Regions from separate parts of the Hordeum vulgare genome. Here region 1 is linked to region 2. The links are chromatin contacts, called in public Hi-C maps. All regions are on one chromosome and are shown on one strand. The core of a region is the stretch at or near the end of the contact, and the rest is flanking DNA. Distances in the headings are between cores, read along the strand shown.

Region 1 (6,165 bases), core at 1,488-3,987, 470 kb before region 2:
TGCACAGCTATTGTAGCGCTAGTTAGAATTGTGCCAGCCTATCAAATGGTTTTTTAACAGTGAACATTTTTTGAAAAACTGATTGTTTATAAAAATGAACTTTCTTTTAAAAGCAAACATTTTTCAGAGATATGATTCTTTCTATATTTTTGAAAGAAATATATAAATTGTTCTATTTAATAATTTGAACATGTTTGTAAAACATGAATATTTTAAAGTTCTGATATTTTTTTTATAAAAATGAGTACTTTTTCAATTATCAATATGTTTTGAAAAATGCAAATATATTTTCATAATTGAATAACTTTTGTATTTTTAAAAAAAAATTAAAAAGGGAAAAGTTTTGAAATATACATTTTCTTAAAAAATATAAACAAACCAAAAAATAATGAAAAAATACAAATAAGAAGACCCAATTAAGGAACCTTCTATAAGGTTCCAAAACCACATAAAAAATGGACACGAAGCATTCGAGAGGGTTCTCAACTCCTATAACCTTATGTACCGGTCCACCTCATCATTTCCTAGTACTAAACCACGTGTATATTCCCCCAAAAGAAAAAAACTAAACCACGAGTATTTAACAGAGTGAACGCCTAATTGGAAATTCGTCCCAACAATATGTTTCTCTAAGGATGGTCTTTTTCAAAGCCCATTGTCTGATGGGCCAACTAAAGGAGGCACCAATGGGCATTTGTCCGATATGCATCCAAGGAGCTGTTAATCTTAAAAATCACTAATTGAGATGTATCCTTTTCAAAGTTCACTCTCACTTTCTCATGTTGTGACAAGTGGCGCACTGTAAATGTGTCACTTGTCGCAAGCTAGGAGTTTTGTCCTTTTTCCAGATTCGTTTATTTAAAACACCTTATAATTGGTGCATTCAAATATTAAACCTTTTTCACTGTTGGATTCCTCGCGTCGAGATCTTCAAAACTAGATCCTATTTTGATAGATTTTAACAATTTTTTATTAGAAATGTGGACAAAAATCCATGCCGCTCGCGAAGAAAAAAGAAAATATGTATTTTTTCGTTTTCAAGAAGCATGGACGCGCCTCTCGTTTAAAAAAGTTCATAGAATTCGATAAAAAATTCATCGAATTTGAAAAGAAATCACAAAATTCAAGGAAAAGTTCATTGAATTTTAAAAAAGGTCATCTAATTTGAAAAAACCCTCATAGAATTCATAAAAAAGTTCAATGAGTTTGAAGAAACAACAAGTAACATTTGAAAAAAGTTCATTGCTATAGAAATAAGTTTATTTATTTTTTTGAAAGAAAATAATCAATTTTCAATAAAAATACGAATTTATAGAAAAATCATGCAATAAAAAAGATGGAAATAAGAGAATAAAACCGCCCTAGAATTGTCCAAAGAATTGGCGGAAAACTGGTTTGGAAAAAATCCCAAATAAAATTGGAGGATTCCGCAACTCAGAGAACAAATAAAAATAAAACATGTTTTGAAGCACTAATGTTCGGCGGCGTGGCGGTGGGCTACGTCGGCTGTGAAGAATGAGGTCACGGTTTTGAACTATCGTTGGTCACTTTTTTTCAAAATCACTAATTAAAGAATACACCTTCCAACGATTACTCCGACCTTCACAGGTTGTGATAAGTGGCGCATCAGTAGTCACAACCTAGGAGTTTTCCTTTTTTCCGTAGATCTGCATTTTAAAACGTTTTATCTCCTAAACCATGCGTCCAAATCTCGTACCGTTTTCACCGTTGTCTTTCTCACGTTGAGATCTTAAAAACTAGATCCAATGTTGATAGATTTTGATGAACTTTTTTTTCACGGAAAAATCCGAAAGAAAAAAACTGACGAAAAAACCGCGCCTCACGCGATAGAAAAAAAAACAGAAAACGCGTTTGTTTCCTTTTTGAGAGGCACGGGTCGTGCCTCTCGCGAAGGCAAAACCATGCCTCTCGCGAAAGCAAAATCGTGGCTCTCGTGAAAAAGAGAGAGGAGAAAACGCGTTTTCCCCTTTTCGGGAGAGGCACTGACGTACCTCTCGCGAAAACAAAACTATGCCTTTCGCGGAAGCAAAACTGTGCCTCTAGCGAAAAAAATAGAAAAAATGTTTTTTTCCTTTTAGGAGTGGCACGGACGTGCCTCTCACGAAGGCAAAACCGCGCCTCTCGCAAAAAAAATATAGAAAATGCTTTTTTTCCTTTCCGAAAGGCACGGACGTGCCTCTCGCGAAGACAAAACCGTGCCTTTCATGGAAGCAAAACCGTACCTCTCGCAAAAAAAAGAAAAAACACGTTTTTCTTTTTCGAGAGGCACGGCGAAGGAAAAACCGTGCCTCTCGCGAAAGCAAAACCATGTCTCTCGCAAAAAAAATAAAATAAAACGTTTTTTCGCGTAAAAAAACAGAAAACGTGTTTTTAGTGATTTTTTTCGTCCAAAAGTTACGAAAGACCGGTGAAAAACCGTAACACCAAAAAAATCAAAAAAACCCACTCGAAAGGCTAAAACGCCTCCGAAATAATAAAATAAAAAACAAAATCTGAAAAAACGCTCAGAACGCGGCACGTGACGACGGCTGGAAGCGTGCAAGTGACGGCGCGCGGAAACAATCACTGGAAGGCTCCCAATGAAGCGCTCGCTAACTAGTTAATTCCCTTTTTTAACCCTTTTGACGAATAAATATATCGCATGCTCATGGACCGGCCCAACACGTGGAAGGTGGTGTGCACTACAGGCACTTGTTTGCAAAATGAACGTTAACCAATGCGTTCAGCGTTAAATAGGATTTGCCCGATCCCTGGTGCTCCCCGTTTCCCATTTTCTCCTTTCTTATGTGCTCATTAATGGGCAGGATGTTAATGTAAACATTTCAGCGAGAGCTTGTTCCATCTCGGGTGGAACGAGATATAGCTCTTGCGAACGAGGCATAGGTACACCCAACATTTTGAGATCACGACTTGGCTCGCCCATCTACAAGTACAATCAGTGCAATTTATAGAGTAGCTGCTTGCACTGCTATTGTAGCGCTAGTTAGAATTGTGCCTGCCTATAAAATGGATTTTTAACAGTGAACATTTCTTGAAAAACTGATTGTTTATAAAAATGAACTTTCTTTTAGAAGCAAACATTTTGCAAAGATATAATTCTTTCTATATTTTTGAAAGAAATATATAAATTGTTCCATTTAATAATTTGAACATGTTTGTAAAACGTGAATATTTTAAAGTTCTGATAATTTTTTTAAAAAAATAGTACTTTTTTAATTATCTATATGTTTTGAAAAATGCAAATATATTTTCATAATTGAATAACTTTTGAATTTTCAAACATTTTTTAAAAAAGGCAAAAAATAGAAATATACATTTTCTTAAAAAATGTAAACAAACCTAAAAATAAAAAAAATAAAAAGACGAATAAGAAGACCCAATTAAGGAACCTTCTATAAGGTCAAAAACCCATAAAAAATGGACACGAAGCATTCGAGAGGGTTCGCAACTCCTATAACCTTATGTACCGGTCCACCTCATCATTTCCTAGTACTAAACCATGAGTATATTCCTCAAAAAGAAAAAAACTAAACCACAAGTATTTGACAGAGTGAACGCCTAATTGGAAATTCGTCCCAACAATATGTTTCTCTAAGGGTGGTCTTTTTCAAAGCCCGTTGTCTGATGGACCAACTAAAGGAGGCACCAATGGGCATTTGTCCCATATGCATCCAAGGAGCTGTTAATCTTAAAAATCACTAATTGAGATGTATCCTTTTCAAATTTCACTCTCACTTTCTCATGTTGTGACAAGTGGCGCACCGTAAATGTGTCACTTGTCGCAAGCTAGGAGTTTTGTCCTTTTTCCAGATTCGTTTATTTGAAACACCTTATAAATTGTGCATTCAAATCTTAATCTTTTTTCATCGTTGGAATCCTCGCGTCGGGATCTTCAAAACTAGATCCTATATTAATAGATTTTAACAATTTTTTATTAAAAAAAGTGGACAAAAACCCATGTCGCTCACGAAGAAAAAAAAATGTGTTTTTTTTTTGTTTTCAAGAGGCATGGACGTGCCTCTCGTGTAAGAAATAAAACTATTCCTGTCTAGGAGGGAAAAATGCTTTTTTCTTTCCACTTCCGAGAGGCACGGATGCGAAAGCAAAAGCATGCCTCTCGAGGAAAGTAAAAACGGATTTTTTCCGTTTTCAGGAGGCACGGTCGTGCCTCTCGCGGAAACAAAACAATGCCTCTTGAGGGAAAAAAAAAGAACACGTATTTTCATGCAAATGTTTTTTTCGAAAAAAATCATCCAAACTCTAAGAAATACAGGTGGAAAATCGAAAAGCCGAAAAAACCATCTAAAAAGTCAGAACTCTCCAAATGGTGGCGCCTGAAAGTGACGATTGGGAGGCTTTCGAAGTAGGGCTCCTCACACTAGTGGAGAAATCGGTAGCTACTATTGAAATATGTCGTAGAGGCAATAATAAATTAGTTTTTATTATATTTCCTTGTTCGTGATGATCGTTTATTATCCATGCTAGAATTATATTGATTGGATACATAGACAACACACTATCTCTAGCGAGCCTCTAAAGGACTAGCTCGTTGACCAAAGATGGTCAAGGTTTCCTTGCATAGACATGAGTTGTCATTTGATAACGGGATCACATCATTAGGAGAGTGATGTGATGGACAAAGATCCAAACTATAAATGTAGCATATGATCGTGTCAGTTTACTGCTACTGTTTTTTGCATGTCAAGTATATGTTCCTATGACCATGAGATCATGCAACTTCCGGACACCGGAGGAATGCCTTGTATGTATCAAATGTCACAACGTAACCGGGTGACTATAGAGGTGCTCTATAGGTATCTCCAAGGGTGTCTATTGGGTTGGCATGGATCGAGACTACGATTTATCACTCCGTATGATGGAGAGGTATCACTAGGGCCCACTCGGTAATACAACATCACAAGAAGCTTGCAAGCAATGTGACTAAGGAGTTAGTCACAATATATTGTATTATGAAATGAGTAAAGAGACTTGCCAGTAATGAGGTCGAACTAGGTATGGAGATAACAACGATCGAATCTCGGGCAAGTAACATACCGATGGACAAAGGGAACAACATACGAGATTAAATGAATCCTTGACATAGAGGTTCAACCGATAAAGATCTTCGTAGAATATGTAGGAACCAATATGGACATCTAGGTACCGCTATTGGTTATTGACCGGGGAGAGTCTCGGTCATGTCTGCATAGTTCTCGAACCCGCAGGGTCTACACACTTAAGGTTCGGTGACGATATAAGCATGATTGAGTCATTGTGTTGGTGACCGAAGGTTTTTCGGAGTCTTGGATGAGATCCCGGACGTGATGAGGAACTCCGAAATGGTCTGAAGGTGAAGATTGATATATAGGATGAAGGTCATCGCAGTCCGGAAGTGTTCCGGGGCGCACTGAGGGAATGACGGAATACCGAAAGGGGTTTCAGAGGCCCCGACAATTGTTGGGGGGCCTCATGGTCCAAGGAGAGGGGGCACCGTAGCCCACCAAGGGTCTTTGTGCAACCCCTCACCCCTGCGCACTTCGACTGAAGGGGAGGAAGCCTCCTCCTAGGACGCCGCCAGCCCAACTTGGGTGGCAAGGCACCCAAGTGGGAGGGGCCAACCAATTCTAGCCGCCACCCCCTCCCTAGGGGAAACGCTAGGGAACCCTACCCTCTCCCTTCCCCCTACATATAGAGAGGTAGAGAGAGGGCAGCCACACGACAACTTGCCGCAGCGCTGCTCCTCCTCTCCCTCGTAGTTCCTCTCCTCTAAATACCGCATGGCAAAGCCCTACTGAGTTGTCACCACCAACAGCTCACCACGCCGTCGTGCTGTCGGAAGACTCGGGCTGCTACTTCAGCATCGCTCGATGGATCGAGGAGATGAAGGCGTCACCAAGTTGTACGTGTGTTTAATGCGGAGGTGCCGTCCGTTCAGCACTTGATCCGGAGTTCGTGGGACGGATCGTGAAGACGTACCACTACATCAACCGCGTTCTTGAACGCTTCCGCTTTGCAATCCACAAGGGTATGTAGATTCAATCTCTCCTCTCGTAGATGTGCATCTCCTAGATTGATCTTGGTGAGCGTAGGAAAATTTTTGTTTCCCATGCAACGTTCCCCAACAGCCACACCATATGTTGGTGG
Region 2 (6,744 bases), core at 1,788-4,287:
CCATGTAGCCTCTCACCTTGCGGTAATCTAATGACGGCTGAGATACATGGAGGGTTGGGCCCTGCCGGCACAAAGCACAAAGACAAGCAAGAGAAAAACAAGCGCGGAGATAGACATTACGAATCGCAAGCAGTTATTACAGAATTCAAATTGTTCCATACAATGAAGGTGTTGCCTCACGCTTCCCCGAGGCAAATATAATCTGTTTCAGGGCAAGGCAGGGGGCTCCTCGCCGGACTCCTCGTCATCATCGCAAGAGAACTTCTCGAGCAACGTACGCATGTGGCCCTCGAAGGCACTCGCCAAGTCACCGTGATACTCCTTAGGCAAATGGTCGATCACCCCTTCAAACTCGAAGAGGGGATCGCGAAGGAGGAGGTGGCTGAAGACGCGGGTTGCGGCACTCCTCATCGAGGATAGTGTCTACCTTCTTGTCCGCGCCCTCAAGCTCCTTCACGATCTCGGAAGAAAACTCGGCATAGCCGACGTCGTGAGGAACGTGGGGAGACTCGAGCGCCAACCCGCAGATGGAGCTCAGAGCTTGGCGGGCTCTGAGTTCTAGAGAGGAGAGCGCGTCACAGTCCGCTGCCGCCTTCGCATCGGCTACGCCCCGGGCCTCCTCTTCTCGAGCGATGAGCTTGGCGTTGGCCTCGGAGACTTGTTTCGCATGGGCGTCTCGAGCCTCAGCAACCTCGCGCTAAAGCGCCTCCAAGCGATCGCGCTCCGCGATCTGCTCGAATGCTGCCCTCGCTAGCTCGGAGCCACGATCGGCGTGCTTCGCCTCACGGGCTTTGGTGGCCTCCTGAAGCGCCTTCAAGGCTTTCGGGCTTGTTAAAGCATTGGCTTTAACAAGAAGTGCCCGAGGTCTCCTGCAGGAGCTATATCTCCCTTCACGTGACATAGGATGTTCTCTAGTCCGAAGCATTTTGTGTGTGCTAGAGTAATAAGCTGGTCCATTTTTCGCTTGCTCATCGCTTGGTAGGTGTCGCTCAGTTTGTTACGGTTTTTCCTTTTACCTTTGTTTTTCACTTTTATTGTTCTTTTCCTATATTTTATTTGTTTATTCATCAATTATCTTTCTTAGATCAGTGGGGTTTTTTTCGCGTTATACTTCTGTTTGCTTTGTTTCAACACATATTTTCTTAGTATTTTATTTATCTTTTTTATATAATAGTTTTCTTTGTTTCTTCATTGATTATCTTTGTTTTTCTTTTTCTTTTTCCATTTGTTCTTCTTTTTCCTCATGGTTCTTTTCACATATATAATATTTTTAACGGTATTCTTTATTTCTTGGTCTTTGTTGTTTTGACTCATTTTGTGATGCTTTCATTTGGTTATTCTATTTTTTTAGTTTACCTTACTCTTTTTTATTATATGTTTTTCGTTGGATCCTTGGTTTCAATTATGTTTATATAAAAAAATATCATGTAGTTTCAGAATTATATATGTGTATAGAAAATTTATTCCTGATGTATAAAAAAAGTTCTATGTACATTATTAAAAGTAGAAACAAACATATCATTATTTAAAAAATGTTGAACATGTATATAAAAATGTTTTTGAAATATATGAAAATGTTAGGTTCTGTGTCAGGAAAATATTTTATTTCCATTATCAAAATTTTAGACACATGATTAAAATTCTAAACACAAGTTTAACATTTATAATTACATGATCAAGATTATTATTATACATAATGAAAACAATCGTATATGTGTAAAATAATTTTTATATGCACATTTAACATTTTTCAAATACTTGATTAACATTTTTCAAACAATTGATTAGACATTTTCAAATTTTCTTTAATATATTTTAAATGAAAAGTTAAGTTTTTTCATGCACATTATTTATATTGTATCTATAGATGAGAAACATTTTTCGTGTGCACATTTAATTTTTTTTAAATGCTTGTATACCATGTTTGAAATACATGATTATTATTTTATAAACACATGATCCTTTTTCCGTACAAAGTGTATATTTTTGGTATACATTTTTTGTATACATGAGAAACATTTTTCTACCGATAACAAACATTTTCATATTATTGATTAACAAATTAAAATGTTTTATATAATATGTTTATTAACATTATATAATTGTAAAATATTTGCATGTCCAAATAATAGTAAAACAAATAAAGTAATGAACAGAAAAACGTGAAAAAGGAGGCTGTGGCCCCGTATATTTGACGTCTTTGGCAGTCAAATAGGATTTACGGTGCAGTTGGCGAGTAGCCACCAATTGCTCACCACCATGTGGTCCGGAACGTTTTCTGCTGGACCATGTGCGGGTTGAGAACTCCTGTTTATCCGTTTGTTTTCTCTCTTATTTTACTTCGAGAACTATTCATGAATCTCAAATTTGGAAAAAAAATACTATTAAAAAGCACATAATTTAATTTCTTTAATGAATTTGGTAATATTATGTAATTTGAATAATATTGGGGATTTCATAAAATGTTCATGAATTAGAAAGAGTTAAAGGATTTTTTTGAAAATGTGCTCAGAAATTTAAATAATTTTTGGCAGTTCCAAATCTTGTGTCAAATTCCAGAATTATATAATTAATTTAAAAAGGTTCATTAAGTAGAAAATAACATATATTACAAAAAGTATTCGTCAAATAAGAAAAAGTTCATGATTTAAAAAATTCAAAAAATGTTCATGATTAAGAAAATGTTTATCAGCTTATAAAAGCAAGTTAACTACATTAAAAAATGTTCAAGGTTTCAGGAAACATACATAAATTTGAGAATATGCACACGAATTGGAAAATAACCATGATACAAAGTAAAATAATCACAATATAAAAATGTTTAAAAAATATAAAAATATATAAAAAAATTAAGAAAATAAGAACAGAAATGAAAATTGAAAAATAAGAAGAGAAGGAGAAATGAACATAAAAAATGAAGAAAAGGAAAAAAGTAAAAGAAATATTGAACGAAAAAATGGTCTAGGAACCTTCCCAAAACTAGAAGAGGGGCTCTGTGCTACTTGGGCAAGCCCAAATACACGTCGTGACCACGGGAGGACACGCGTTTGATCGACAACTGTCGACCTATGCGTTAAATAGGAACCACACACGCGTGGTGCAATTAATTTAAGAAAGAGTCAACAATCAAATGAGCCTCGTACATTTAGTGCACAAATATCTCATCGGCGTAAGAAGCCCACTCCTTCTTCTAAAGAGTTTCTCCTATGATAATCTGTAGTTTTGAATGCCGCCTCCCTCCTACAAAGAAAACAAATTGGTAATTTTTAATTGACCTGTTCACGGCTACCTTGAATCATTTTTTCCAGAAACTACTCAACCTTTGATGAGGTCATCTATGTGAGCGGCATAAACAACAGTATCAGATCAATTCTAAAAAATCGACTCCATCTGTATTAATCTATCATATTTTACATATAATAAGGACACTATCAAAAATATAATTTGCATCTATATAAGGCCATCATATCTTCCTCAGAGGATATGATTTTATTTTAATTTTGTATAATATTGCTTATTAATACAAATGTTGCATGAAGCAATAAGAAAGATGCCCCACATGCTACATGTTTAATTAGCCTGAAACTCGAGGGGTTTTCCACATAATTAGTCGTGAGAAAATGGATCCATCACATAATACATGAGCCCCCTAAGGCAATGTCATATCAATTGAACAAGATCCTATTAGTAGCCATACCTACCCCCTTTTCTGTGTCATCCAATATGACGATGACACTATTTTGATGCCCCCTCCTGAAGCGAACCAACTGATGGAGGTAAATAAAATTAACACTCCACTATGCTGAAGAGAGAGGGCTGAAAGTCAATTGTAGAAAATTGATCCTCGTACCAATTGTAAGTGCATCTAGTGCCCTTAGTGATTTTGGTGGTTTGAAGACTTATAGGTTAAGTAACTAATGTGTTTACAAGTGTACATATGCCCTATAACTTGCTGAGGAGTTTGAGTTATACGATGAATATCGACCTCTAAAATATATGTCTTCAGCTGAAGAAATTCCTCATGAAGATATTGAAGATGAGGAATTCGGTGTGCCTCGAAGAAAAACTCCCTGAAGACTTCGAAGTGTGAAGACTTACTCTTTCTGTTTCGTTTTCTTTAATCTTGAGTCTTATGAACACCGTACTGTTAAAGGGGGTCGAAGTAATACTACAGAATGAATTTCCTCATGATGCTCAACCCAAGCCTAAACCTACAAAAGCCTCAAGTGAGGAATATGAGAGACATGAGGGCTTTCACAGTTGAAAGTTCCGACCGTTGTCGCGATACGCGCCACCTCACCGATCTTATTCACACCAACGATCACAATATTTAAGGGCATTTATGTCAAATCATGTCGGAATGCTCCCTGGCTATAAATAGCCACCCCCACAACCACTAGCTGGTTGGCTCCTCCGAGAGAAACTAACACTTGTCATTTAGAGCAACCCAAATTTCTCAGAGTCTTCGAGAGTAAATCATCAAGTGAGGAAATACCCCAAACACCAAACCACAAACCAAAAACCAAGTGATTGAGCATCACTGACGAATTTGTTCCTGTGTGGAACTGAAGCCTTTTACCTTTGAGGATTGTGCATCCTCCAGACGGTTAGGCGTCATGGTCTAGAGCAATCCAGTAGTCAATTGTGGATCGCCGGATGACCAAGTTTGTGAGGGTTTGGAAGTCTGCCGTGAAGACTTACCACGAGTGTTGGGCGAGGATTGTGTGTCCTTAGCTCAAGGATAATACGGTAGGGACTGTGTGAAACTTCCAATTCTTCACCAGAATCATCAAATGCTTCTATTGCTACAAATTCTTCAACTGCTCCAGTGGTAACAAATTCCTCACTTGAGGAAACCACGAATGTTACTCATAAAAATACAGGTATGAAGGAATTGTATGTGACAGGCATGTACAAAAGTCTCAAAGGGCATCAAACCCTTTGCGATGTGCTCAAAAAGCAGATTCTGAACATGAACCAGAGGAAAGAAGGAATTGCCTTTGAAAGGAAACTGAATGCTGATGGATCATGCTCGAAACCTGAGCAGTATCCCAAAACCTCATGGGTTGCTGCTAAAGGACCTCCTGTTGATCCATCCAATCTAACAGGCTTTGCATGTGAATTATCCTATTCCTCAGATGAGTCATTTGACTCCAACTATAAATGGTTCAAAAATCAATCTGGTGAAGTATTTGCTCGATATGTTAGAACTAACTGCAGGAATGGACCACCCCTGAGGAAAATCCGGGTCCCCAAAAGCTACTTGAAAATCTTCAAGTGAATGTCCTCATGACACCACGTGTGAAGAACCTGAACCCCAAATCAAATTCCTCAGGTGTACCAAAGTCTTCAAGAGGATTAAAATCTTCAACTCGTCAAAACTATGCTCGTACTCGTGCTAATGCTTCTGATATGCAGGGAAATTACAAAGGATATGAATATGAGCATTATACCTCAAATCATTATGTTCATAAATCCTCAAAGAACTTCTCTCCTATTCATTTGACTAATCTAATCCCCCTACTATGAAGAGAAATGCATTAGCTTCAATGCCCCCTTTCTCATATGGTGCTCGCAGGATCATGAACTCTTTGCCACCCCTTAAGATGTGGGTGCTTAAGAATTTGAACTAATCACTTCTGCACGTGAGGTCTCCAGATGAAAATCATCATCTGAAGAATTTGCTGGAGACCTAAGGAAAATGCTTGATTGGATGCAAGCTAAAATTGATGAAATGATAACATTTCACACGTCCTCAAATTTACCGTTTATGATGAAATTCCTATCTAATGAAATTGATATCATATTCTTCAAGTCTGAAGCATACGAGATGGTAAGTTGTACTAATTCATCTGCAGGATGACAAACCCAAGAGTACTGAGTGGGTTCTTGATAGTGGTTGCACAAACCACATGATTGGTGATAAAACCTTGCTGATGAATATGCCACTAACTCCATCACCACTGAAGCAAATCACTTATGCTGACAACGGTAAAAGCAAGGTATTGGGACTTGGCAAAGTGGCTATTTCCAAGGACAGGCACATGGACAAAGTGATGTTTGTAGAATCCCTTGGGTTTAACCTCATTTCAGTCTCAATGTTTTGTGATCTCGATATGGTTGTTATCATTGGAAAATATAGATGTGTAGTCATCATTGAATCTGACAGATCCAAAGTCTTCGAAGGCTTTAGGAGAGGAGATTTATACATTGTTGATATTTCCACAGGTCCTCAACCAGCCACATGCTTACTAGCAAAAACCTCAGAAGGCTGGCTATGGCATCGAAGACTTGGTCATGCAGGCATGAGGAATTTGCACACGCTGGCGAAGAAAAAGCATGTCATTCGCATCAAATTCGTCAAATTCCTCAAGGACCACCTCTGAAGTGCTTGTGAGTGAAACAATGACCAGATCCAAACACCCCTCGAAGACTATCATGACTACTACTCGTCCGTTTGAATTGCTTCACGTGGATTTGTTTGGACCTACTCATTATGCTACTCTAACCAATGCAACATCCTTATATGGCTTTGTCATCGTTGATGACTATTCTCGATACACCTGGGTACATATCATTATGTATAAAACTGAAGTGCAGGAAGTCTTCAAACGATTTTCCTCAAGGGCCTCGATGAACTTCGGCGTCAAGATCAAACACACCCGGAGTGATAATGGGACAGAATTTAAAAATACTGGTCTTGATGATTATCTTGATGAACTTGGTATTACTCACGAATTATCT

What was found. A called contact is a pair of places that touch in the nucleus more often than the background predicts.
Region 1: a Hi-C map of leaf shows a contact between it and region 2, with 5 times the contacts expected there. The contact joins two enhancer-like sites. A contact is called at or near these places in 2 of 6 Hi-C or Micro-C datasets (leaf and seedling).

What each region holds. Positions count from the first base shown.
Region 1 is chr3H:42,980,488-42,986,652 of MorexV3_pseudomolecules_assembly, reverse strand. No RefSeq gene overlaps it. Among protein-coding and RNA genes, the nearest start is that of LOC123442890, 110 kb to the left of the region's middle. Within about 2 kb of position 2,737, at least 2 of the 3 cell types and tissues checked have open chromatin away from gene starts, as enhancers often do. A contact at or near this core is called in leaf, where this site is marked.
Region 2 is chr3H:42,515,059-42,521,802 of MorexV3_pseudomolecules_assembly, reverse strand. No RefSeq gene overlaps it. Among protein-coding and RNA genes, the nearest start is that of LOC123442889, 60 kb to the right of the region's middle. Within about 2 kb of position 3,037, at least 2 of the 3 cell types and tissues checked have open chromatin away from gene starts, as enhancers often do. A contact at or near this core is called in leaf, where this site is marked.